Linked DNA regions of Rattus norvegicus: regions 1 and 2 are each linked to region 3. A link is a contact called in public Hi-C data. All regions are on one chromosome and are shown on one strand. The core of a region is the stretch at or near the end of the contact, and the rest is flanking DNA. Distances in the headings are between cores, read along the strand shown. Region 1 overlaps Mtus2 (microtubule associated scaffold protein 2). Region 2 has its middle 130 kb from the start of Ubl3. Region 3 holds the start of Ubl3 (ubiquitin-like 3).

Region 1 (3,977 bases), core at 165-2,664, 240 kb before region 3:
GCCCGAGTGAGATGGAGGCCTTCGCCTTTTCCCATTCTGTTGGACCAGACTCCTCGGTGTGGCTATGATATGTTATCCTGTGTACACCCATGCTTATGTGCACACACTCATGTATATATCCATTCACGCGTGCTCACACTTACACATACACTGATGCACGTGCATGCTTATACACTGGCATGCCACTTGTTCACACGCCCACACATACCCAGCCACCTTTCCTCAGACAGCAAGTGCAGGCGTCAGCCCAGAGTACCTTTCTGGGACTTTAGCCCATCCAGTTGTAAAATGTATTTGTACTTACTCTGGCCGATTCCTGAAAGCAGCGATCACTCTCTAAAACACAAGTTGAAATAGACAGGTGACTCCGTGGTTAAGAGCACTGGCTGCTCTTCCAGAAGACCCAAGTTTGATTCCCCGCACCTACCTGACAGCACACAGCTATCTGTTAGAGTTAACAGTTCCAGGAGACCCGCGCCCTCTTCTGGCCTCCACAGGCATTGCATGCAATGGTTCTCGGGCATGCACGCAGCCAAAACACACACATAAAGTACAAAAATTACCAAAAACACGCAGCAAAGCCAGCAATTTAAGCACCATGACATCACACACACACACACACACACACACACACACACACACACACACACACACGATTGCTTTCTCTCCCCCACCCCCGACCCCCGTTATCAACCGACGGTGATCAAACATCTATTTTTCTGGATGCCATGCTGAACGCCAGCCAAGAACATAACAGAGTCTTGACCCCTGCCCTCTAGGACTTGTGGTCCAGCAGACAGACATGTAGACAGACCGACTCTACAGCCGAGCTAATGACTTCAATCGCAGAGGCACGTACTCAGGGCTGGAGGTAACGGGAAAATATTCCCGGCTGATTGGCGCTGTTAGTCAGTACCCTGACCACAGCCGTAGACAATCTCCATAGCAACCCCTCCTATGGGCTGTAGCAGCAGCCCACGTGACCTACCATCTCCCCCACTTCCTACTCCAGCCTCTAGCCTTTCTTTGCTCTGTGCACAACTGCCCCCTAACCCAGCAGAGAGACCTGCGAGCCTGGGGAATTGCCCCCGGCCTCCGCCTATCAGCCTCTGTCACTAGTACGCCCAATGGTTCCCGCTGCTAACTACCATTCTCCCCCACGCAGACAACTGTCGGAGGAAAATGCTAATCTCCAGGAATACGTGGAGAAAGAGACCCAGGAAAAGAAGAGACTGAGCCGAACCAACGAGGAACTACTTTGGAAGCTCCAGACTGGGGACCCGACCAGCCCGATTAAACTCTCCCCCACATCTCCGGTGTACAGGGGCTCCTCCTCTGGACCCTCCTCTCCAGCCAGAGTCAGTACCACACCTAGATGACATCACCCTGCCACCCACAGGAGCTCAAGCTTCTGTCCGTCCGAGGGAGTGCTGGCCGGTGCTGGTGGCTGCCCTGTGCGCATGCTCAGTAGCTGCATACTGCATCTTAGGCAGAGTCCTCTCTGACCCTCGTGTGAGACCGTCCTGGTATTGGCGCTTAGGAAGGCGTAAGCAGCAGAGTCTGGTGTCCAAAAGCAAAACACAAAAACAAAAACAAAATGCTTTAGTATAGTTAGAAGCAAAAGAGAAACAGCTCCAATTGTTCCTGAGAGACGGAGTTCCGCAGCGGAACTTTAGGTCAGCCACAAACAGCTCCGTTTTTCGAATACTCGAAAACCCTCCTTGCACCGCTGCGGGTGTGTATTCAGATGCGTGGGTACACACCTGCGGCGACTCCGAATTGCTTTTTTTTATATATATATACATATATAACACACGATGCGCTGACATATTTTAGCGACGGTCAGCAGTTTTCTAACTTGTGCCTAAGAATTATTGGGAAATGAAAAACGCATTTCTATCTAGTTTCCTGGAGATATTTCTACCCAAAATAGAAAAAAGAAAAAAAAAAAAGAAAAAAGAAAAAGCAAGCAAGCAAGCATGAGACCAAGTGGTACCCTGCTTACCCTAAACACCAGCGATTTGTAGATGGTAACCGCCTTTGGAGCAACTAGCTTCTTAGTCCAACGCGAGGTGGGGTCACTCTCAGCCCATTGCAGGATTTAATTATGACTTCTCCCATCCCAAGGAGGTAAAATGTCGCAGGGTGTGGGGGAGGGGGGGACCGGAGGGATCACATGGTCTGGCCAATGTTTTTCCCCTTATCAATTCATTATAATCTTGAAAACACCAGTTTTGCTCCCCACCCCCAACCCCAAATGGCACCTTGCAAATCCACCATTAAGATATTATTGCATCCTCAGGAAAACACGGACGCATGCGACCTTTGCGATGAGGGTAAGCATGAACTCGGAGACTATCTAGACCATGCATGACCCATCCTCATGGAGGAGGAGTTCTGGTAGGGGCCGACATGGCCCCAACCATCGCCTCTCATAGGCAACACCCCCATTTTTCAGTTTGGTTCTATGACTCGACCCCATCACTGCACATCAAGATGGCTCAGGGGTTCTAGTCAAGGCTTCCGGAAACCAGCCTTTCTCTCTTGGGGAAAGGGGGGGGGGAAGCCAGTTCTAAAGGTGCTAGATCATGTCCCTTCTGCTGGAGGGTTACCAGGACTGCACCTGGCTGTGGTCCCGTCTTAGCCCCAGAAGGCTCTCCCAAACAAGGGAACGCAGTGAAACGGCCAGTCAGCATCCATCAGCCGCTGGACTGGCCTTCGTCTCTAATGAGGTAGAGTTAGAACATGAAAGGTATTCATGTAGTGCTATGGAAGATTAGAAGCATGACCCACAAAAGAGAAGTAGTTTTAACTGGCAGTACCGTGCCGCGCTGAATGATACCTTTGTTTCCTGTATGTGACAAGAGACCCTCCGTTTTCTAAGCATGGGCCTGTCTGTCTGTGAGCAGGCCCAAGATGAGAAGAGCCACGGAGCCAAGAAGACGGTGTCAGCCACTCCAAGGACACACATATCTGACACCGAGACAAGTGTGGTCAACATCCCTCCTGTGGCTCCAAGTTGGGCTTCCTTGGTCTCGGGTGCATCTAACTGTAGTCAACCTCCGCGGGTCTTGCCCATTCTGGAGGCACACACGGTAGATACACAGAGAAGAAACAGGTCTTTTTTTTTTCCTTTGGCTCTGCATGATCCTGGGATACCGAGCTGGGCATCCCATAAGAGTAGCTCATGCCATGTCAGTTCAACACACACAACTATTTGTTCTTTTAGCAGGCACAACCTGCGGACGTTAAGTTCGGTTGGCCGTTTAGCTCTCCGAGTTAGGACCCGCCTCCTCAGCTGTGCCCGCCGACGGCAGGTTCTCAGCAATACAGAGTTCGATGTGATTATAGGATGTGGTACAGTACGTTAGGCTGTTGTGCTCAAAGTGGTAGCGATGTTAGATCTGTGTACCCTCATTAGGTGGACTAGAGCTTTGCCCTAATCAGCCTCGACCTTGGGCACTTGAATAAATCTCCCCATGGCCCTGGCTTTGTTTCTCCATCCCAGACACCCATCAAGTATGGTACCCCATTTGAATTAAGTTCTGAGATCCAGGTGGCCAGAGCTGCTATTGCCTCTTCCATGATTCCTCTGTCTCCATGCTGGTACCATCCGGACCTCTCAGCGTGGAAACCCCGAGTCTGTCTTCCTTCCCAGGTTGGGACACTGCATCCTCCCGTCCTGCCACAGACAGGCCTGCCAAACAGCTAGGTTCTTCATGGAGTCAGGAGGTCCTGCTGGCCTGCACTAACTCAGTTGCCTCGGGCTGGGACTACATTCCTGCGATGTCAGGATGGGTTTGGGGCTTGAGGTCAGGTACTCTGGGATTAGTTGAAGGGGGCACAGTGTTCTTTGTCCTGCCCCCTTCCAGTTAACTGTTCCTTATTTGTGTTGAACTCTAAAGATTATTAAAATGAACCTGGGGGACTTCCCATGATGTTCATGTGGTCTGTGTAACTTAGAGGCGAATCTTGTT
Region 2 (4,089 bases), core at 865-3,364, 130 kb after region 3:
CTGAAGAGCTAACTCGACCTTTTAGTCATAGGCTCCCACGGGTGTGTCCCCTAAAACATCCAGCTGCCGCAGCACTGTGGCAGTCTGCTTGCCTCAGTGCACCAACCTGGCCTGATCCTACCCTAGACATCAGTGGCCCACTCTCCCTTAGGTCTCCATGGCAACCATTTTACACAGAAAGAAGGACATCAGTAAATACGCATTTTGCAAGTCTCCTTTATGACTCAATGTATTAGCCTTTGGAGAACTATTACCTCGTCAGCCTTGTGATATTGCTGCCAGTGAAGTGCTTTATCATGGTCCCCCGTTCTTTGCTTGCAGTCCTCATTTGTGGGCTTGCCCAAATCCCTAGGCAAATGTACACTGGGCTCCCCATGGTGGCCTGGTGTCCTTCCAGGTGTTATAGGAGACGCAGAACTGAACAAGCCGTAGCTGTCATACTCAACTTAGTACACAGTTCACATAGAGATTAGACGCCCTTTAGTGCAATCCAGGAGTGGCTAGATGCCAAACAGAACAGTAGAAAAGTGTAGCTGTGCTGTGCTCCCTACCGGGACAAAGACACACAAGCCAGGCTCTGTAGGCATCCCTTATCTCTCAGTTCCGGACTTCAGCAGGGCCCGAGGCTGGGGTAGTTGAGCAGTGGAGTCTTGGCTGTTAGCCTTAGTGGGTTCTCACTGGGAGGCTTCAAAATGCCCTTTCCTCGCTCCCAGATGTTCTAAGTTGCCCGTCTCTGTCTTGCACATGCTTATTTCTGGAAGTTCCCCAGGAGCCAAAGACATTCATGCCTAGCCAAAAGCAACCTACTGAGGTGGGCATTGGACAAGCAGGAAATTAACTCCTTGTGGTAGGCCAGGGAAGCGAGCTTTCTCAGGTAAAAGGAGGCCGCCGTGGTCCAGGGACCAAGGCCAGACGTCCACAGAGTCCTCTCTTTGGCCTACTCAGAAGAGATGGAAACAAGAGAGAAGCATGCCACCCTCCCACAGAAATGAACTGGTGGCCACCCTGCTGCAAGGGACACTTAGCTCTAAGTCTGTGAACCAGTGATCCCTGGGCTAGGCAGGGAGAGTGGGTCCCCGGCACACAGTAACAGTTCCTTAGGTGACTGTAGGGAAGCCAAAAACAATCGTTCGTCTGGCTCCGACCCAGACCAGAAGCTCCCAGCTCACTCAGTACTTTTAACATCTTATCCACAGTTCGAGACCTGGAAGCGACAGAGAAGCCTCTTACCCAGTAGGGCTGAAGGATGCTCCTAGAAAACTGGCATAGACTGGTGGGCTCCGGAGACCCAAGTTTCCTTAAGTGATCTGTAGATGTGAGAATGCTAAATCCCACTGCTGGTTACTTATGTTTCTAGGACCCTGAGTGGTCTGTGTACAGCCCAGGGTGCTTGACCCCGTCCTGATAAACCACCCTCTTGGGGCTTGTCATGCTGCACGCCGGTGGTCATCAGGACTTCTGCATATGCCTCCACCATAAGAAGTGGCCCCAAATGACAGAACCCTGGATAAGTTTGCTGGCCACAGATAGAGCAGTGGAAAGCTTAAGGCAGAGACCTGAGCTCTGAGTCCAGCCTCCAGCCACATGGATCACCTCTGCAACATACATATACATACATACATGCATACATACATGCATACATACATACATGCACACATACATACATGCATACATGCACACATACATACATGCATGCATGCACACACATACATGCACACATGCATACATGCACACATGCATACATTCACACATGCATACATGCATGCATATATGCATACATGTATATATGCATACATACGAACAATATCTCTTCCCAGATACATACATACATATACATATGCATATACATATGCATATACATATACATATGCATATACATATGCATATACATATACATATGCATATACATACATACACACAAGCCTACACATATATGAGCAAAATCTGCAATGCTCTTCCAGGATAAACACGACTGTCACTCCTACTTTATAAATGAATACACAGAGAGGATAAGCGAAGCCGTCTAAGTTGCACAACCCATTAGTGCCCGAGGCAGGATTTGATATCTGACTCCAAGGTCCACGTCCTCAGCCATTGTACTGAGTTTGTGCTTTGTGTCACAGGGATTACATTAGAAAGCCGGTGCTGCCCAGTTAGGCAAGGCTGCTGCCAAGCAGACATTCCACATAGTTGGCTGTTCTTGTTCTACTCAAAATGTAGCTCTTTGCTGTCAAAATTAGAATGTCTCATTGTCCCAGGCTCTGTCAGTTCCTTGCACGTGCCTGGCACACAGTGGTAATGGACACAGAGCAGAATTCTTCCCAGAGCTTCTGTGGAGCCCCCTCCCACCCTCCCCTCACTGCTGCTACAGTGGCATGAGGCCAATTGGTTCCTCTGGCCTATGTCTGGGCAGCCTGAGCCGACTGCAGCTTGCTCTGTTCTTTGACGCTTCCTTACTTCCTGGGGCTTCCTGGGAGAGCCCCAGGCAAACCTCTCCAGCTATCCCAGATTGCCAGCCCTTGAGGGTTTTTCCTGTCCCTGCTTCTTCTGCCCAAACCCTCCCAAATGAGTTCCTCGGAGCCTCCCGAAATACCACCTCTTAGCCTGAAATAGTGTCTCACCGTTTCACTAGCATTTTAACGTTTCTCTCCTTTTCCTGGGCTGAAAATTCTAAAAGCCACAGTCTGTTGCAGCATCTCCAGAGACAGCCCAGTCTGGAAGCTCAGGAGAGGCAGAAGCATAGACCTTCCTTTGGGCCCTATGGAGGGTGCAGAGCAGTACAGGGAGCAGGGACCCTGTTGTTAGTTAGCCTGCCCCTTGCCATCCAGTGTTAGCAAGCCAGTCTCAAGCCAGAGGATCCCACACTGCCAGGCCAAGGCCTGCACTGCCAGGTCCCCTCTGTTGCTGGTCTGTGTCTTCTAGATTCTTCACCCCTATTTTATCTAAAAAGTCCCCAGTATCAGGGCTGGAGAGACAGCTTGGCAGCGGCTAAGAGGATTCAAGTTCCCAGTACCCATTTTGGTTGTTTCACAACTACCTATAATTCCAGTTTCTAGGAGTCCTCTGGCTTCCTCTGGGTCTGCACTCACTCATATACACATAACTTAAAAGAATTGATAGGAGGGCTGGAGAGATGGCTCAGTGGTTAAGAACACCGACTGCTCTTTCAAAGGTCCTAAGTTCAAATCCCAGCAACCACATGGCGGCTTACAACTATCTGTAATAAGATCTGATGCCTTCTTCTGGTGTGTCTGAAGATAGCTACAATGTATATAATAAATAAATAAACCTTAAAAAACATTTAAAAAATTGATAGGAGAAAAGCCCCCTGTGGGCTACAAGTTCTAATCACTGCCCAGCTGCTCTCCCAATGTTTCCTAGTTTTGTGAGTTCAGATTTTAACCCAGCTCTGGAGGCCCAAGCCAGAGGGGTTCAGGATTTAGAGAACCTCTGAGAGCCCTGGACAGATAATAGAGCATGTGTTGGCAGGAAGCTCAGAGGATGCAGCTCAGAGGGACAGGACTGTTCTTGGAACCAAACAGCTGTCGCTTTCAGAAGCTCTATGGGCCTGCTCTTGAAAGATCACAGTTAGCTTGAGTGCTTACCTTCTAAAGGGCTGGGGTGAGGACCACTGGATCCTCACTGTGTCTAGACACTCCTAACCAGTCCTCTCTAATTCTGCCTTGATAACAGAATAGGGGTTTGGGGGAGGGACTAGCGTGCTGATTCTTAACCTTCCCAATGCTGCATGCAACCCTTCAATACAGTTCCTCATGTCGTGATGGACTCCACCAACCCCCACCACCGTAAAACTATTTTTGTTGCTATTTCATAACTGTGATTTTGCTACCGTTATGAATCGTGGTGTAAATATCCGGTGTGTGACCCCTTTGAGACCTATAGGTTGAGAACCACGGACTAGAGGCTGGATAGACAGGGAAGAACTAGGGAAGAAGGTCCACATGGACAAGTATGGGGGAAGCCATCACCCATCCTGGGAGGGGGTGGGGTAGATGTTTTCATCCTCCAGGGAAGGGATTTTTAGCAGCACATCTTCAACACAGAGTTGATGAGAGCACCTACAGGTTC
Region 3 (3,847 bases), core at 865-3,364:
GAAGCAAAGGCTGCAAGCAGAGTGGCCACCCGGGAGGCAGACCCAGTGGTTCCTTTGCATTTGAATAGCATATTAAGTGGAAAATCAAACAAACAAAATACCTTTAAACCAAGGTCAAAATACACAATTTAGGGTCATTTTTCTTTTAAACATATGTAAAACAGGTCATCCCTCCATAGAAATATCTGACATTTTAAAAATGCAGTCATTAGCAAAGTTCAATTTTGGGTTCGCACTGTAATTCACACACATTTAAATGTCAACTTGACATAAGTGGGCATGATTACATTAACTTCGATTCTTTCAGAAACAGGATTATTCATCTCCCTGTAACTTGCATTATGTCTGCCCTCAGGACTGCAAAGTGTCACTTCACACTCCCACAAACCCACCCCTCCGCACTGTAAGGCTACACAGTAACTGCCAGTCAACATACTCACACCCTAACATTTAGAAACCAAAGGAAAAAGCCTCAATAAACAAGAGCACTTTTTGTTTCCAGTTCTCAACGCCCAGTGATGCAGGCTCAATAAACATGCTTAACTGGCTTAAAACAAACAATAGACAAACAAGAACCTAAAATGCAAAACTGTTAAATACTTGGTTCCAAGAAACCTTGTAATATCTATATTAAAAATGGATCCCTTACGCGATCAGCCTAGAATTGAAAAAACATTTAAATAGCTCGGATTGTCATAGCTGTTCGGCTAGACGTTTCCAAGGGCTCGCAGCAAGACTTTTTCCGAAGAGGTGCGCCGCTGTCTCTGAAACTATCAAGTGTGCACCTACGTCTGAGCGATCTTGTCTGTCGCTGAGCTAGACAGCCTCTTCCTACCCTAGGTATCCAGCACGGCGCCCGTCCCCGGCTGTGCCCACACAGCCCCTGACGTTTTCTCGAAGCGTTTAAATCCAAGCCTTCAGAGCCTTCTAGCAATCGGGAAGGAATTTCCTCCGCTTCCACTGCATTTCCCTGCCTCTGGCGACTTAGAAAACACAACCGAACCAGTGACTCCCAGCGGTTTAAAAAGAAAAAAGAAAAAGAAAGAAAAGAAAGAAAAAGAAGAAGCAAAACCACAACAAAAACTAGTGCTTCCTAAAAAAAAAGAAAGGAAGGGGGGGCGGATGAGGGGAGAAGAGCCAACTTCTCCAAAACCAAGTAGACTGGCTTTTCCAGAAGTGCCCCCATTTCCCCCCCACCGGGCCCCAGAAACCTTCGCCCCGACGCCAGCGTCGTCTTCCGATTAAATCAGATTGGAAACCACAATACAATCCGAACCTCAGAACTTATCGTTCACTTACCATATCCGCCGGGACATGACTGGACATCTTGCCTTTTGAGAGTGGGCCAGAGGTTTACGCAGAAAACAAAACAAAAACAAGAGCAGAAGTGCTGGAGCTTCGGAAAACCCAAAAGCAAAACAAAAAACAAAAAAAAAACAAAAACCCTTCACAATTCTGATCGGTTCGTGCTGAGCTTTCTCAAAAGGAAAAAAAAAAAGTAGAAGTTACGTGGGAGCACAAGAGCTTCTGGGGCGAGAGGCGCGAGGGGAGTCGATCGTCAGCAGCAGTAGCAGCTCCAGGACCCGCCGCGCCAGGTGGACAGAGCCGAGTGACACAGGGACATGGAGTGGGGTGGGAGGGGGTTAAATGCGCCGTCCTCTTTCCCCGGCCCAGGCGGTGATTCACTCGCGCTCGCGACTCAGGTCCTCATTAAAGCCCCGGCGACGAAGTGTACAGATAACTATGTGGCTACACATCGAGCGCCGAGCTGAGAGCGGCCGGGGCCGCCGAGAAGCTCAGCGCGCGCCGCGGGGCCGCACAGCCGAGCTGCGCGCAGCCGCGCTCAAGGGCATCGACCTCGCCGGCCGCCGAGCCGAGCCGAACCGGGCCGAGCCGAACCGAGCGCAGCGCCGGGGGGCTCAGGCCGCGGGCGCCTCAGCGCAGCAGCGCGGGTCGGGCCACATCGCGTCCGTACTCCGGCCGCCTCCGCCTCGCTGCCTTCCGCGGCGTCTTCCGGGGGCTCCTCCCTTAGCTTGGGAACAGCTCCCCCTCAGAGCCCTGACTCTCCGCCTCCTCCTCCACTCCTCAATCCCACACGCCCCGGCCGCCTCCTGTCATCGCCTCAGCCCAACATGGCGGCGGTGGCGGCTGCTGGTGCCTGAGAGCCGACTTGGGAATAGCGCCCCCTCTCCCCCGCCCCCGTCTGCGCTTGTTCCCTTCGTCACAACGGAACCCTCTCGGAGCATCACGGGAAATGTAGTTCGTGCAGGTGAGGGGAAGGGGCCGCCAGGGCGTCCTTGCGGGCATCAATGCCACGCCCCCGCATAGCAACAGTTCCCTGCATAGCAATAGCTTCCTTGTCTCCAGTTTAGAGGCTCTTGCCCTGCAGTCAGTTCCTACCTGTGTCCAGAAATGCCATGATTACGCGGATTGTTGGAGGAAAACAACTTGCACGAAGAAGTCCCTCGCGCACTGTGTAGACTCTGTTAAAATAGGACATACCATGGTGCAGAAGCATGCGTTTTAATTATTGCAAGTTCTCCACAACCTGCAATCTCAGACCATTTTATTGAGTGAGTTAATCTTTAGGTCTCCTCAACATGACAGTTTGAAGATCAGAAGCAATCATTGATTTCCAATAAGGCCACGGAAGTTCAACAGAAACAAGGCTCTCATGAAGCAGAGGCAATGTTTGAACACACGTTTTCTGAAGTGCCACGGCCATAAAGCTACAATCTACTTAATTGAAATGACCAGAAACTGTATTAGTCACAATAGTGATATCATGCAAAGTCTGTAGCAGAGACTACCTGTAGATTCACCTACTTCCAGCCTAGCCCCTCTTTGACCCGGTGACGTAATTGTATTATGAATTTAAAACAGCATAATATAATGCTGGTGCTAGAAGATTTAGGTGGAAAAATATGTCTGCCACAGATATCGGATCAGAATAGAGAAACCACAGGTATTCAGTTGATCCTTAATCATATCTCAGACCTCTCGGAAGGGCAGTTTCAACACGATACTACGATACTACTACACCCACCTACAGCTGTGACCTCACCTATCAAGCAGCCTTGCCTACCTTCCAGGGCTAAAGTCCGGGTGCTGTTATGTGGATGATTTCATACATGGCACAGAAATCGTTTTGTAAATAGCACACATCTTCTGACGTGAACTGTTGCTACTCATCCTCTTTCTCTCTCGGCACACAAATGCACCAAGCACTCTGCAGCCACTGAGAGTTCAGACGTGAGCTATGCAGTCCCTATCCCCACGGAGCTCACTGTCTAGGAACCTGTGTCATTCCCCATGACCATCTCCCCAGTCACGCTTGTCCTCATCGGATGGGAACTCACAGGACACTTAAGAGGACCTACCTGTCTTTTGAATGGTGGCCTGACTGAAGAAATTCCATGCACTCCTAGGGCCCTGTATCACAGACCCAACTCCCTAAGAATCCAAAGGTAGAGGAAAACAGAGGCCCAGGCTCACTCCAATGCGGCTTCCATATTTCAGCATCTGTGGGTTCTATGGTCTGTTAATGTAGTTTCTCTGTGTGTGTGTTGAATAACCACAGGACCCTTCCCCACCACCAATCCTCCTGGAAATCCAGACAACTGGAACTCTTCAATCCACCAGCAGATTCTGAAGAAGTACTTGATTACCATTTAAAAATGCTCACCAGGTTAATTCCCCGTGCCCCGCCTACTCTCCACCCCCCCATCCTCACTCTGCCAGACCTAAGTGCTAATGAAAGTCAAGAAGCCAAAGTTGGCAGAATGAAGCACCAGCCCCATTGCCAGGGATGTAATGACCCCTACTTGGAGCCCAAGACCTCAGCATG

The links. A called contact is a pair of places that touch in the nucleus more often than the background predicts.
Region 1: a contact with region 3 is called in a Hi-C map of Schwann cells, with 4 times the contacts expected there. The contact joins the enhancer-like site here to the promoter of Ubl3 in region 3. A contact is called at or near these places in 2 of 12 Hi-C or Micro-C datasets (the A7r5 cell line and Schwann cells).
Region 2: a Hi-C map of frontal cortex shows a contact between it and region 3, with 1.6 times the contacts expected there. The contact joins the enhancer-like site here to the promoter of Ubl3 in region 3. A contact is called at or near these places in 6 of 12 Hi-C or Micro-C datasets (the A7r5 cell line, the Rat2 cell line, Schwann cells and 3 more) and 1 of 1 datasets of contacts at active chromatin or transcription factors (oligodendrocytes).

The regions. Positions count from the first base shown.
Region 1 is chr12:11,742,673-11,746,649 of GRCr8, reverse strand. Mtus2 (microtubule associated scaffold protein 2) reads left to right here. Exons shown (of 15, transcript NM_001374100.2): 15 at 1,166-3,937. The coding sequence ends at 1,379. Among named protein-coding and RNA genes, the nearest start is that of Slc7a1, 80 kb to the right of the region's middle. Within about 2 kb of position 1,414, at least 19 of the 93 cell types and tissues checked have an H3K27ac peak or open chromatin away from gene starts, as enhancers often do. A contact at or near this core is called in Schwann cells, where this site is marked.
Region 2 is chr12:11,374,871-11,378,959 of GRCr8, reverse strand. No RefSeq gene overlaps it. Among named protein-coding and RNA genes, the nearest start is that of Ubl3, 130 kb to the left of the region's middle. Within about 2 kb of position 2,114, at least 53 of the 93 cell types and tissues checked have an H3K27ac peak or open chromatin away from gene starts, as enhancers often do. A contact at or near this core is called in Schwann cells, where this site is marked.
Region 3 is chr12:11,508,179-11,512,025 of GRCr8, reverse strand. Ubl3 (ubiquitin-like 3) reads right to left here and starts at 2,114. Exons shown (of 5, transcript NM_001015030.1): 1 at 1,300-2,114. The coding sequence starts at 1,326.